Linked DNA regions of Mus musculus: region 1 is linked to region 2. A link is a contact called in public promoter capture Hi-C data. All regions are on one chromosome and are shown on one strand. The core of a region is the stretch at or near the end of the contact, and the rest is flanking DNA. Distances in the headings are between cores, read along the strand shown.

Region 1 (2,700 bases), core at 82-2,581, 1.0 Mb after region 2:
ATAATATGCAACTGACCAACATTTTCAGGGACTAGAATGGACAGACATGCCTAAAAAGGATCTGTAGGTTCCATAATCCACAGGGAGGAAGGCTTGTTTAAATTCTATGTATGGTGACATTATGGTGCCCAGAGATGGCACAGGTCCAGACGGATCTCTCCCAGATGGAGGGAGGGCTTCCCGTCATGCTTTCTGCCAACAATCAAATTTTAATTATACATAAGATACTAAAAAACACCCCGTAAAGGGGATCTCCCCCAATATTGCCCAAGAAATTACCAACTGCAAACTTTAGGAGGTGCAGGCGGTCAAGCAAGTCCACTAGAGGGAGCCCTAAGCAACTTTATGCTGCAGGGAGCCTGGGGGCTGCTAAACCCCTGCCTGCAGATTAAACCTCATAAAGAAATAGTGGGAGAAGGCAAGATTGACTGGAGAGGGAAAAAGGAGTCCTGTAAACACTGCACTGACGTCTGGGGATTTCAGGAGCTACAAAACTTATACACCAAGAAATACAAGCTGAGCAAAATTAAGTAGCTGAACTCCAGACTCTTGTCTAATTTGTGTTCCTCTTTGTGGGTCAGCATCCTTTCAACTACCTGTGTCAGAACATGTTTCCCTCACACACCACAGTAGCCTTTTTGAGGCAAACCTTCAGGTTGTTGTTTAAAAAAAAACAAAAACAAAAACAAAAAACAAAAAACAAACAAAACATTTATTTATTTATTTTATGTATCTGGTGGTCTTCAGACACACCAGAAGAGGGCATCCGATACCATTACAGATGGATGTGAACCACCATGCTGTTGCTGGAAATTGAACTCGGGACCTCTGGGAGAGCAGCCAAGTGCTCTCAACCACTGAGCCATCTCTCCAGCCCCCAAACCTTCTGTTTTAAAGTAAATAATGTCACTGTGTTCACACGAAACCTCCAGATATAAAGTAGCTGTGATGGCCGCTATCCCTGCTTTCCCTATGTCTTGCAAAACACTGCTCTCCCAGACTGCAAGTTTGTAGATTCCTAGCCTGGAGAGTCTCCAGACCACAGGTAGTGCCTGTGTAGACATGAATAATAGCTATTCGGCTCCTAAGCCTCTTCTTTAGGGCTAGGATATGGAGGTAAAAAGAGAAGCTTTCCTTTGTATGAGCTGATTTAGCTCACCCACCTGCCTGAGTTTTCCAGTTGCCTGGACAACGTGCAGTATCCAGAAACCCAACATCCCAGTTCTTGGTCCCACCTCTTGAGGAAGTTTTACACCTTGGATTGGCTCCCAGGACCCAGGCTCCTCCCTAGACTCAATCTACTTGGGTCTCTCTTTACTGTCCCCATGACATGTCATTTCCCAGGGAGACACCACACAAGCAACAGAAAGTCTTGCAGGTAGGTAGGAAGGAGGAGAGTACACAAGTTGGGGAGAGAGAAGGGATGTCCAGAAGTTTCTCTAAGAAGCTGACTGCTGCACATAGGATTGTTCTCCCTCAGTGATCCCAGCCCTCCCTAAGGGTCCCAGAGACCAAGAAATGAAGCTTCTATAGAAGTGTAAGATGCACTGGGAGACTGGCACTCTGATGCTCCAGAAACCCCCAACCAACTCAGTGTAAGAGTCAGGAAAGCCTGTCTGTATGCTGACCTACATAGGTCTTCCCTTCGTCAGGACAGCGGGATGCCACCTAAAACCAAAGGAAGGGGGAGAAAAGCTGAGGCACGGAAGAAGAAAAAGAATTCAAGTCCTGGTGAGTCACCATGGGTGAAGGCCAGTGCCCCTGCATGTCCATGTCCACACCAAGGTCCTTAGAGGGAATCCAGCTCCCTGGGCAACAAGACAGAGGGCGTTTGTTTTGGTTTTGTCTTTTGTTCTTTTGACACAGGGTCACTAAGAAACCCAGGCAAGCCTCAAACGTATCCTCCTAGTCCTCCTAGTGCTGGGACAGCCTGGTGCTCACAATGCCTGGCATTAGTTAGGCATTGACACCACAGTTGGCTAAAGTGAGGCTCTCTTGCCCTCCTCTTCAGAGCCCTGAGTTCAGATTCGGCCAGGCTGGGGACCGGAGACTGCCTCTCTCCCCCTGGAGCCCCCTCTAGTCCTTTGCCTCTGTCATCTGTTTCACCCTTCTTTTGAGCACACACCAAGTACAAGGCAGTGAAGGCTTGGCTATGAATTTGTCAGATTTTGGCATTGGGTATCAGTGATCTTCCCCCATCCTGCAAAAAGTGCGGGAGGAAGACAGGGCAGGGGCGAGATCAGCGTAGCCTAAGACTCCGTGGTTTGCCACGACAGGTGTGGAGGCTGAGGCCAAGCACAGGCTGGTGCTGCTCGAGAAGGAGCTGCTTCAGGACCGCTTGGGTAAGGAGTGTGGAGCCTCAGGAGACAGCAGCAATGACAGGTCCTAGTCAGGGTTATCACTGCTGTGAAGAAACACCACAACCAAAGCAACGTGGGGAGGAGATGGTTTATCTGGCTTGCGCACCCAAAGCACTGTTTATTATTGAAAGAAGTCAGGAGAGGAGCTAGGAGCCTGGAGACAGGAGCTGATACGGAAGTCATGGAGGGGTGCTGCTAATTGGCTTGCTCTCCATGGCTTGCTCAGCCTGCTTTTTTATAGAACCCAGGACCACCAGCAAAGGGGTAGCACCACCCACAATGGGCTGGGCCCTCCCCATCATTCACTGATTAAGAAAATGCCCTATAGGCTTAACTATAG
Region 2 (2,700 bases), core at 56-2,555:
ATCTACTTTCTCCCCCCTTCCCCTTTTCTCCTTTTCCTCCTTTCCTCCCATCCTGTTCTTCTAGAGCAATCCATACAATTTCTACAGCAACCCTCAAGTCCTAAGGAAAAATTACTAGGCCCTTGCACTGTGTGCAAGAGGTAAGGTACTAGGCTGTGAGTGGTCAAATTAGGTACAGCTTTTTGCATTTTGATTCTGTTACTTGCCCAACACCTCAGGCAGCCAATGAGAAGATCAGCCCTTTCCCCCACCTCAACCCATCAGCAAGTCTAACTTTCTAGCTTAGTAGCATCCTTAGCCCAGCAATGCACAGAGGATCAAAGTGATTGACAGGGCTGGGTCTCTCCACGCCCACCTCCCATTTGTAAGCTACAGGGTAACTGACTCCGGGCTATTTCATCTCCTGGTTTCCTCAGGAAAGGAGGTCAAAGGATATCGGACTCAGATGTGCCTGTTGCCATCCCCTCTGGCATATAGACCCATTATGCATTGAGCCCATAACATAGATGACCAATGGATAATGAGTGGACACACCTCCAACACAACCGGAACACGTGTGGTCCAAGTCTCATCAGGTTCTTTGGCGCTTACTCCACCCATCCTCCCAACACACAAGGGGGACAGACAGACACTCATGACACACATACACACAAACACATGCTTGCACAAGCCCTAATCAATGAACGATCCCGTGGCATGGCATCTGCCCCAGGTGCGCCTTTGGATTTGCTCCACCCTACCCACTTCCCCTAGGCACCCCCCATGCCCACTTTGCCTGCATTTCACACAGGTGCCCGGACACCAAACACGCAGCATGTGGATACACGTATGCACTCCCAGGTCCACACCCTAGCTGAGTGATTGAACCACCCAACTCCTGCAACCTCCTGGGACTCCAGTGCTTCAGCACACCCAAGTCCCACGCACTAACTCCCCAGATCTGGGGCTTCAGGAACTTCATGCCTCTCTCCATTGTTCTCCAAGATTTCATATTTCAAAGTTGCTCCTTTTAACCCCTCTCCCCATACCTACCTATCCACGCCAGCCCGGAAGGACCCGCTATCCGCATCGCCCTCTCCTGGCCGCCGAGGAGTTAACGCCACCCCCACCCCCCAGCCCCTCGCGTGGTGCAATGGTGTCCCTGTCCTTGGTCCCTTCCCACGCGCAGTGACACCTGTCGGAGCTCACTCCCTCTTCCCCTTACCTGTGTGCATGGGCTCCAGATTCACCATCCTGCCCCAGGCGGGGCCAAAGCCTGCGCCCCCCCAGGTCCCTCGCTGCTGCCCCAGCCTGGCCCCCGGGGAAGCCAGGGTCTCCCTCCTCCCGCCCTCTGCCGCCGCAGCTGCAGCCCCTACAGGAGCGGCTGCCACCTCGGTCGCACACTCCGCTGCTCCGGCCCCGGCAGGACTCCGCGGACAGGCTTAGCACACTCCCCAGGTGAGCACGCGGCGCGGGGCGGGGGCCTCGGCCACGCCCCCTGGCAGGGCCCCCGCGCTTGGTCCCGGGCCCATGCAAAACAGGGATTTGCATACGTGGAACTGGGGGCCGGGAGAGGGGTGTCAAGGTGCTGCCGGGGCGGGTCCCGACCCTGAGGAACACCTGTCCGTCGAGACCCCGCCTGGCAGTCCTTCCCCATCACGCCCTCAGCGGCTCCTACTCCTGGGGCAGTTTTGCTCTTTCGGGGAACCCCAGGCTTCTGCCTAGTTGGGCTCCAGAAGAGTAAGCAGTGCTGCTCAGAACCTGCGAGTGTTTGGAGAAGACAAGGGGTTGCTGCGAATGGTCTTGCCTTCCAACCGCTTACCACCGCCGTGGCTTGGGTCAGGCTGTTCACCTCTCTGACCCCATTTTACTCATCTATACAACGGGGCCTGTGGTTAATAACTGCTATCTATGAGAGCTAAGCAGGTGACTAAACCGGGCTGATTTCCTGTGGTTTACCCTTGTCACTTGCAGCAGCTTCTTCTGACTCTTTCCAGGGCTCTTTCCAGAGAGACACGGCTGTCCCTTTCCTGCCGGTTCCCACCATCAATCACCTCTGGTCCCAAGTTATGAGGGAGAAGGGTGTGGAGAATATTCGCCAATGTCAGCAGTTGTGATGGAGTTCACTTTTCAGGGACTGGAGTGACTTATCCAAACTCTGCAATTTGCCAGAGATGGAGCCTGCAAGGGCAAAAATCTCCCACTCTTCAGGGGCCAGCGAGTGACTCTGTGCCTCAGAGGAACACATCCAGCCAGCTCAGAAAGCCGTGTGCTGACAGGAGGGCAGAGCTTCCCTTTTCATCTCCTTTCCAGATACGATCCCCATTAACCTTCCACCCCCAGCCCCAGCCCAAGTCATTTCCGAGGATGGTCTTGGGCTTTTCAGCCTTAAAAGGAAGAAAGAGAAAGAAAGAAAGAAAGAAAGAAAGAAAGAAAGAAAGAAAGGAAGGAAGGAAGGAAGGAAGGAAGGAAGGAAGGAAGGAAGGAAGGAAGGAAGGAAGGAAGGAAGGAGCTGGAGAGATGGCTCAGCAATTAAGAGCACTGACTGCTCTTCCAAAGGTCCTGAGTTCAAATCCCAGCAAGCACATGGTGGCTCACAACCATCTGTAATGAGATCTGACTCCCTCTTCTGGAGTGTCTGAAGACAGCTACAGTGTACTTACATATAATAAATAAATAAATCTTTTTTTTAAAGTATACTTTTCTCCTGAGATTTCCATT

What was found. Promoter capture Hi-C pulls out the DNA fragments that hold promoters and counts their contacts.
Region 1: a contact with region 2 is called in a promoter capture Hi-C map of liver, with 2.8 times the contacts expected there. The contact joins the promoter of Ccdc153 here to the promoter of Pou2f3 in region 2. A contact is called at or near these places in 3 of 39 promoter capture datasets (cranial neural crest and liver).

What each region holds. Positions count from the first base shown.
Region 1 is chr9:44,239,346-44,242,045 of GRCm38.p6, forward strand. Ccdc153 (coiled-coil domain containing 153) reads left to right here and starts at 1,332. Exons shown (of 7, transcript NM_001081369.2): 1 at 1,332-1,378; 2 at 1,653-1,731; 3 at 2,277-2,342. The coding sequence starts at 1,662.
Region 2 is chr9:43,204,450-43,207,149 of GRCm38.p6, forward strand. It overlaps Pou2f3 (POU domain, class 2, transcription factor 3), which reads right to left and starts at 1,306. Exons shown (of 13, transcript NM_011139.2): 1 at 1,205-1,306. The coding sequence starts at 1,232.